3 separate regions of the Sus scrofa genome follow, and regions 1 and 3 are each linked to region 2. A link is a contact called in public HiChIP or PLAC-seq data. All regions are on one chromosome and are shown on one strand. The core of a region is the stretch at or near the end of the contact, and the rest is flanking DNA. Distances in the headings are between cores, read along the strand shown.

The links. HiChIP or PLAC-seq counts read pairs in DNA pulled down with a chosen protein or histone mark.
Region 1: a contact with region 2 is called in an H3K27ac HiChIP or PLAC-seq map of alveolar macrophages. The contact joins the promoter of VPS11 here to the promoter of CBL in region 2. A contact is called at or near these places in 2 of 5 promoter capture datasets (fetal skeletal muscle and liver), 4 of 47 Hi-C or Micro-C datasets (brain, embryonic fibroblasts, heart right ventricle and 1 more) and 1 of 2 datasets of contacts at active chromatin or transcription factors (alveolar macrophages).
Region 3: an H3K27ac HiChIP or PLAC-seq map of alveolar macrophages shows a contact between it and region 2. The contact joins the promoter of BCL9L here to the promoter of CBL in region 2. A contact is called at or near these places in 1 of 5 promoter capture datasets (fetal liver) and 1 of 2 datasets of contacts at active chromatin or transcription factors (alveolar macrophages).

What each region holds. Positions count from the first base shown.
Region 1 is chr9:46,284,287-46,286,986 of Sscrofa11.1, reverse strand. It overlaps VPS11 (vacuolar protein sorting-associated protein 11 homolog), which reads right to left and starts at 1,269. Exons shown (of 16, transcript XM_021062957.1): 1 at 1,037-1,269; 2 at 148-296; 3 at 1-51. The coding sequence starts at 1,223.
Region 2 is chr9:46,415,533-46,418,310 of Sscrofa11.1, reverse strand. It overlaps CBL (E3 ubiquitin-protein ligase CBL), which reads right to left and starts at 1,374. Exons shown (of 16, transcript XM_003129932.4): 1 at 872-1,374. The coding sequence starts at 1,063.
Region 3 is chr9:46,173,709-46,176,515 of Sscrofa11.1, reverse strand. BCL9L (B-cell CLL/lymphoma 9-like protein) reads left to right here and starts at 1,464. Exons shown (of 11, transcript XM_013979456.2): 1 at 1,464-2,276.

The DNA of each region.
Region 1 (2,700 bases), core at 20-2,519, 130 kb after region 2:
AGTGCAGAGTGGATTGCCACCATCTCTCTTCTCCAGGTTCCAGATCTTTACCTGTAGACAGACCTTAGATGTGTGAATACTAGTCACCCTACAACAACAACCATTCAAAGGATTCTGGGTCTTCCCCATCTTCTATTTAGTACTCACCAAGGGGTTGATGCCCTCTTCATCCTCACCAACAGATGCCAAAATATTGTGCTGTTTCAGTTGGTACAGGTGTGTCACCCGTAATTTGTAGGCCTGGAAACCCGTAAGCTGTAAGGAGCGGGGCAAGAACCAGATCTGGCCTTCCATATGTGCAGAGTAGTCAAGGAGCCTCCTTTCCAAGGAGATAGACTTATCTTATTTAGGCCAGAACCCCAAAAACCACTAACATACATACAACCCCTTAAACTTTTCAAGGGTTTTTCCACATATTATCTCTTGGAAAGCCCTATCTTAAAAAAAGTAGAAAAGAAGGCCAGAATTTAGCGACAGCAATACAGAGAACAAAGCACCAAACTGATGGTCTCATTTGACTCCTTGCCCACATTAGGCAGGGAAGATAATGACACCTTACATAACACAATTTTTTTTGGGGGGGGGGAGCATATGGAGCTCCCAGGACAGAGATCAGATCTGAGCCACAGTTGCGACCCAACGCTGGATCCTTTAACCCACTAGGCCCTGGGGAATTGAATCTACCACCCATGCCACCAGTCCAGTTGTGCCACAGTGCAAACTCCCATATTCAACTTTTAAAGCCAAGGTGCAACCGTTCTTTTGATAGATCTTAAAAACAACCTTACCAAATTGTTATTTTACACCCCTTTTGCAGATAAAGAACTTGAAGCCCATAGAGATTAAATGACTTGCCCAAGACTGCTCGCTCAGCAGGCAACAAGATACAGAATGGACTTCCTCCTTTTCTTGCCTCTGACCACAGAGCTAGCACTGGGCGCGCATCTAAAGGAAAGTGGCACGAAAAAGGAAAACCTCTGACGGACATATTTCATCCAAGCTGGGGAGGGAAGAGACAGCTCCAGAGGAAGGATATCTCCAAAGACTAGGCTCCCTCGGCCTGAGTCGCAGACAGTGATGCCAGGAGGGAGGCAAAGGAACTTGGAAGCAGCAGGTGCAGAGGCAGGTGCGGGCCCGGGAGCAGCTCCATCATTGCCCAGCGGCTCTTTCACCAGCTCCTTGTCGAAGAAAACGAAGCGCCGCCACTGCAGGTAGGCCGCCATCTTGGCCGACGGCCCCCGCCTCCGCGAGAGAGGTCACGTGAGAAGAGGCGGTGGATCACGTGACCCGACAGCTTCCTGGAGCCTGGGTGCACTTGCGCTTTTCTGTCCCGGAACAGGTTCCGGCTACTGGAAGAGTGGGCGGGGCCGCGTGAAGCCGGGTTCCCGGACCTGCGCCCAGCAGCCAGCTCGGTTTGCGGTTTTGCTGGCTCTGTAAGTGCGCTAGCCAGGATGTTTTTTGAGAGCTGGACCTTCACGTCTTTGCGCAATTACGATTTCGCGAGCAATTACGGATCAAGATGAGGACTTGATTGTGAATTTGTAACCCGCTGTGCCTAGATGAATTACGTTCTACCGTCACAGGACTCTTCAGGCAAGAGCCTTGAAGCAGAGCACTGAGTGATTTAACAAATGGCAAATGCCTAAGACACTCCCTCGTACCCACCAGGCCGGACCTGGGTTAAATCAACTGTGAGTGTGGAAAACTGCAGTTTCACGCAACAAGAAACTACAAATAGAAATACCCGAGTCATTTGAGATAGTATGGAACATGGCAAAAGTGGTCATATTTTTAGTATTTGTATGTATAGTTAGTATTTGTGAAGTTTATTTTTGCATTCTTGCCCCCATAGGTTTTTTTTTTTGGGGGGGGAACCCCTGAAGCACGTGGAAGTTCCTGGGCCAGCGATCCAACCCATACCACAGCAGTGACTCAAGCCCTATAGTGACAATATCGGAATCCCCAACCTACTGTGCCACAAGAGAATTCCAGCTTTTTATTTTCTAGAACATTTTATTCTTTTTTCCCTTCGTGGAGTTCTCAGAGAGTAGGAGCTGTATCTTGGTTACCAAGAACCAGGTCTAACAGCCTGGTAGATGCTTCATGTTTGTTGAAGCAAGAATGAGGATGGTCTTCCTCTTCTTTCGGCTCCTTGATCTGACGGGAAAGGATGTGTACGTTTGTCGAAAAACCGAATGAGGGGAAGGCACACAGATTTCCTAATTGCCAGCCCAGATTTTTTTCCTCTTTGTCACACAAGTATTGGAACTGTTTCAGGATCTCAATCCATGGGCAGAATCACAAGTGGGGAGTAGATGGGACCCACTTTGTCCTGCCGAGCATATTCTGTACTATTAGAATTTTTAGATCGCATGTCATGTCAGTTGTTAAGACTATGGATAATATATGTTAAAGGAAGCAATGTGAAAGCCAAGAGTGATGTGAACAGCCAACTAACATCTTTGTTGTTGATGTGGTTGCTCCCCCTACTGCTCAGTCTTCCTCTCCATGGGATCTTCTTGCTGATGAGGGCACAAAGGTAGAAACTGGACCGCCAGATGACCCATGGCACCTCATCAGACTTGCTTTCCTTCCTTTCTTCTTCTTCTTTTTTTTTTTTTTCCCCGATGAACCACAATGGGAACTCCTGTTTTATTTATGTATGGTAGTTTGTATCTAATCTCAAACTCCCAATCCATC
Region 2 (2,778 bases), core at 125-2,624:
GCTTAAAATCAGATTCTGTACTAAGGTGTCAGGTCCTGTTACCCAAAAAGGTAGAACCCACTGAAAAGCTGGGTGTGTAAGGAGGAAGTTCTGAAAGAGTCAGAATCTGCTGCTTAACCCGCTCAGGCAATACATCTCTCCGAAGATAATAGTTATAACCAGAACTTGTGGTTTAATCAGTGCATTTCTCAGCACCAGCAATGGATCCCATCCAATGTTTTGGGGGATAAAAACTTGAGCCAGCGCTATATGGGGAGGAAAGTTCCTCCCTCGGCCCATTTAAACATCCCCCATTTCTTTTATCTCGGAGTTACATCTTAACGAGAAAAAAACCGAAATGTTCACCCAGAGCGCGGTTTGCCTGCGGAGTTGTCAGGACCCCAGGTCTCTCAATCGGAGCCCGTAAAAGTAATTCCTTAGAGCTCATCCAGCTAATAGTTCTTAGCCGGTAAATCAAGAGCTCTTCCTCACCCGCCTCCCTCCTATCTCCCGGGGCCAATTCCGTGACCCACATCCTTACTCTCTGCACAGAGCCCCAAACTCTGCACCCCCCATTATACTTCCGCCCCGGTGGCTCCCCAGTTAACCTTCGCCCCAGCCCCCACCCCATCTTTGTCTTGCAACCCCAAACACACCATCTCAACGTTCCCCAATCCCAACCGCAGCCCTTCCCCCACCGTCGACCCCCATCCTCCGGTCCTCCTCCCCACCCCTACGCCCCCACCCCTCGGCCCCGTCACCCCAGTTCCTCGCCTCCCAGCCTCGCACGACCCGTCCCCTCCCCCAGCTTCCTCTGTCCCTTCCTTCCCCTCCCTCGGCCCCTCCGCCCACACCCACCCCTGCTCCCGCGGGTCCTAGGCAGGCCTTTCACCTTGTCCATGAGCTTCCAGCACTTCTCCACCATCTTCTTGTCCACGGTCCCTGGCGGGTGGGGGCTGAGGTGGTGGTGGTGGTGGTGCGGCTGGAAGGCGTCCTTCATGAGCCCGATCAGGCCGCCCGAGCCCGATCCTCCGGAGCCGCCGCCGCCCCCGGCCCCAGAGCTCTTTTTCACATTGCCGGCCATGGCCCGGGGAGGGTGAGGGGCCCAGCCGCGTCCGCCGGCTCCGCTCTGCTGCGAGTGAGGGAAAGAAGGAGGGCGTGAAGGAGGGGCCTCTCCCGGCCGCCGCCGCCACCGCCGCCGGCTGTCCGGGCCGAGGGAGGGGCGGCCGAGGGGAGGGGGAGGGGGCGGAGCCCGGAGCGCGAGTCCGCGCGGGCGCGCCCCTTCAGAGAGCGCGAGCCCGGGGGCGGGAGGAGCGCGCGGAGCTCAGGGAAGTCGGAGGCCGCCTCTGGAGAGGGGAGCGACCTCCTCCCAAGCCACGGCTCCCGGAAAGCGGCGGCCAAGTTTCCGCGCCGCCTCCGGAGTCCCTGCCCCGGGGGGGCGGGCCCAGGCAGAACCTTCACGCCAGTGCCCCCTGCTGGAGGAGCGGGGAAAGGACGGGGCGGGGTCTAACATGGAGTCTGCGCACTGGGTAGCAGTCAAGCCCTCCATATTCCTTATGGGTGGTTGGTCGTTGCTCTTGGAGAGGGTTATTGGAGCCTTTAAATTAAGACAGGTAGCTCTTGAAAGAATCTCGTCGTCTAGCCTTTCCTCCACACCTGACAGATGAGGAAATTGAACTTAAAGTTATTTGTTTCTTCACATTGTGGGTGAAAAAGGGAAGTTAGTGTTCTAAACTTGTTAAGTCGGGACCAAGCACAGGAATGTGACTGCTGCAGATTGTTGCATCCTGTTTAGACCCCAGAAAATCTTGAGACACTCAGGCCGCAAGCTTTTCTTCCAGGCCCTTTGACCTTCTGAAAACAAAATAGTTCTCCCTTTTTTTTCCCTTTGAATACTAGTTCCTTTTCTGGGAATTGAATATTTTCTTAAGTTACCCTGCTCAGCGCATTGCTCTGCAGGTGGGCATATCTAACATCAGGCCCCCAGCATGGAAACTGTGACCTTCAAGCCCAGGCCTGAGGAATACTCACTGCTCCCATGAAACAGAAAGGCGGTTTCCAGTCACGTCAGTTTCTAATCTAAAAGTTCTGTTGGAAGAGCTTTGAAAAAAAAAAAAAAAAAAGAACTTCCCTCCTAAAGAAGGAAGTGCCCTGCCCTAATTTGCTAATTCTGAACCTCAGCTTTGGGAGCTTGCAGGCCCCAGTGTGTCAATAAGTACTCAGTTCCTCCTTAGATTCCATGCCTGGTTCTTCCACAAAGCTCTTGACTGATTAGGGGATTAAGCTTATCAAATGATCCTGTAAGAGGGGAAAAAATATCTCCGCACTTGAGCACTCTTCAGCCAGACATCCTTGGTTTGCAATTCAATGGCCTTCATCTATCAGTGGAGTCATTCCCTATCAGTAGAATTTCCATTAATCAGTTCCTACCTAGAAAGAGTTAAAATGTCTAAAGAAAAAAATCTAGGCAAAGCTCTTAGATAATTGTCAAGATTTTGCATCCCTAGTGCCTCCACCCTTACTTGTCAATCCTCCTTCTCTCTTCCTTGGTCTATTGAAACACTTTCCTCACTGATTTCCCTGCCACCGCCAATCCATTCTGCTACCAAGCCAGTGTTCTTAAAGTCTAGCTCTGACACCGTCACACACAAAAAAGCACTTTAAACATCCCTGTTACCTCCTGAAGTTAACGGTCATGATCTAACACCAAACAGCCTTACAGTAGTTTTATACTGTTCCAATATCTGTATCCTATGCTCATCAAGTTACAAAATACCAGAATTCCTTCTCTTCTCATTA
Region 3 (2,807 bases), core at 215-2,714, 240 kb after region 2:
ACTGGATCCTTAACCCACTGAGCAAGGCTAGGGATCAAACCTGAAACCTCATGGTTCCTAGCCAGATTCGTTAACCACTGAGCCACGACGGGAACTTCAAGTTTTAAGTGAGAATAACACCTATCTCATAGGGTTGTGATGGTCCAATCCCTAACGATGCTTGGTCTTGACATAGTAGGCACTTGGGGAAGTTTCGCTCATTGGCTCAAATGATGACCAAGAGTTAGTGTGTATAAAAATGCTTTGTAAACTTCCATGTTAGGCACCCACAGGGGTTGTTATGTTATCTTCTTTCAGGATTTCTCCCTCTTTTCCAGCTGTGCCTCCCCAGAGCTTGCCCAGTACCCAGCTGTGAGCACCATCAACCTATCAAGTGTATGTTTACTGAATCCCTACTATGAGCCCAGCACTCGTGTGCTGTGGGGAATAAAGAAGCTTAGGAGGTATGGTTTGGGGCCCCAAGAGTTTTTGGGGGTAACCAGATATACACACAGGAGAAACAAGATAAAACATACAAGTAGGTACTCGGTTGGGTAGCACAGATGTAATAGATGATCAAAAGAGACGGAGGTCAGTGAGGGCTAGAGCCATCTGGGGGCGTCTGTGAGGAGGGGCAGGGGACAGATCAGAGGAAACAAATAGCAAGAACAAGGGAGCTTGCTAGTGCCCTTCATTTCTGAAGCCAGCAATGCTTGTTACTTGTTGGTATTTTGGGTGCAGGGGGCAGTGGGATACAGGGAAAGTGCCTTGGGGTAAGGACACCCAAACTCTAGTCCTGGGCTTACCACTTTCTAGCTGTGTAACCCTGAGGAAGTCCTTAACTAATGCAAGCCTCTGTTTCCTCATCAGTATTATGGGGCCATAACATCTTTCTCACAGGTTTGTGGCACACGTTGAAATAACATATGTGAAATGCTTTAAAATAGTGCCTGACAATTTCTTTTTCACTGCACCTACTCACCTATAGGGTCTCCTTGTGTGTGTGTGTGTGTGTGTGTGTGTGTGTGTGTGTGTGTAGCACTTTGAGGTTAGGAGAGAGCTCTTTTGAGAGAACAATGGTTTTACTTCTACAAACATTTTCTTAGCATCCACTTTGTGATGCTGAGGATTGAGATGAAAAAATTTAGTCTACATCCTCAAGGACCTCATGGTCTACTAGGAAAGAGAGATGAATAAAGAGATGCTCAGTGCATAATGAATGTGGGTGGGTACAACCGAGAGGGACCCAGTTGTGTGTGTGTGTGTGTGTGTGTGTGTGTGTGTGTTGGGGGTTGGGGGAGTCTAGGCAACTCCCACTCCTTCCAATCAGTGTAGATAGGAGGGTGTGTTTGTCAAACCTCTCCCTAGCCTGAGATGTTAGCGCGCCTCCTCCCCAGTCCTCGGGAATGGGGAGGAGAGAGAGATAGACGCCCCCTCCCCGCCCCCGGGCCAACCTGCCTCCCGCAAGCCGGCCGGGCGCCTTACCGAGTCAGACCACTGGGAGGCTGGGGGAGCCGGGTTGGGCGAGGAGGCGAGCGAGATGGGGGAGCTCTTATTTTGACAGGGGCCTCTCCGGGCTCTGGTATGAAGGCAGAAGGAGGCAGCCAGAGAGCCCCGATGCTTATTCAGGCTGGGGAGCGGAGCCGAGTGGAGGGGCGAGCGAGGCTCCGGCAGCGCAGGGGAGCCCGGGGAGGCGGCGGCGAGCGGCTGAGCCAGTGGCCGGACATGCCCCGGACTCGGGGCCGCTGCACCACCGCCGCCGCCCGGAGCCAGCCGGCCGGACACCCGCACGCCTGGGTCCCCCGGCGCCGCGCCGCCCGGGGGCTGCGACCTGGACCCTCGGCGTCCGACCAACAATAAGCGCCCAGACAGCCCCCTCCCCGCCCCGCGCCCGCCGTCCCCGCGGGCCTCGGGGAAAGTGAAAGGAGGAGGCGAAGGAAGGAAGGAAGGAAGGAAGGGAGGAGGAGCAGGAGCCGGAGCCGTGAGGTTCGGGGCCGAGACCCCAGCCCCGAGCCCCGGGCCGGGCTGTTGTGCGCGTTCTCCCGCCGCTGCCGGGCGCCCACGACCATGCTCCGCGGTTGGGAGGCAGGAACCCAGGCGCCCAGCGACCCCCGGATACCCACTCCCGGGCCGTGCTGGTACTGAGATCAAGGCGTCCAGGATCAAAAGATCACTGCCTGCCTGCCCCCCTCCGCACCTCCAACTGGCGAGCAGGAGGACCCCAATCCACCCACCGACCCTGACCTGGTCATGGCGTCCAGCTCCGGCCTGGCGTGAGGACCCCCGACCCGCGCGAGGTGAGGGGTGGGCTGGGGCCGAGGGCGAAAGTCATGCCAGGCCAGCAGAGGCGTGAGAAGGGAGATCCACTTCGAATTGGGGAGGGGGGAACACTGGCTGATTGTCCCTTGCCCTCTGGCATGCACCCCCAGGCTGTTTGAGGGAGGGTTGCTCCCAGGGTTAGTGGAGGCTACTCTTGGGCCCCCAATCAGGTTGGCAACCCCAGAACACAGACGGGAGGGATTAGGGGCAGTCAGGGGACCCTGCCACCCTAGCGCAGAGAACAAGGCCGGCCTTGGGCCAGCTGGAGCAGCAACCCTGCCCTGGGGGCTTCTGGGAGATGTAGTCCCCCTTCCAGGCTCACCAACCCCTTGGGTCTCAGCACCCCAGCACTCCTCTCCTGGCTCATGGGAGCCTCCAGAAGGAGGTGCATTAGGAATGGGGATTGCTGGGGGTCACCCTCTGTCCCCAAGCACTGTCTAGGACCTGCAGGGGCTGTGACTGGAGGAGTCACCCCTGCCAAGGATTCTATGTGATGTGGGCTTGGCTGG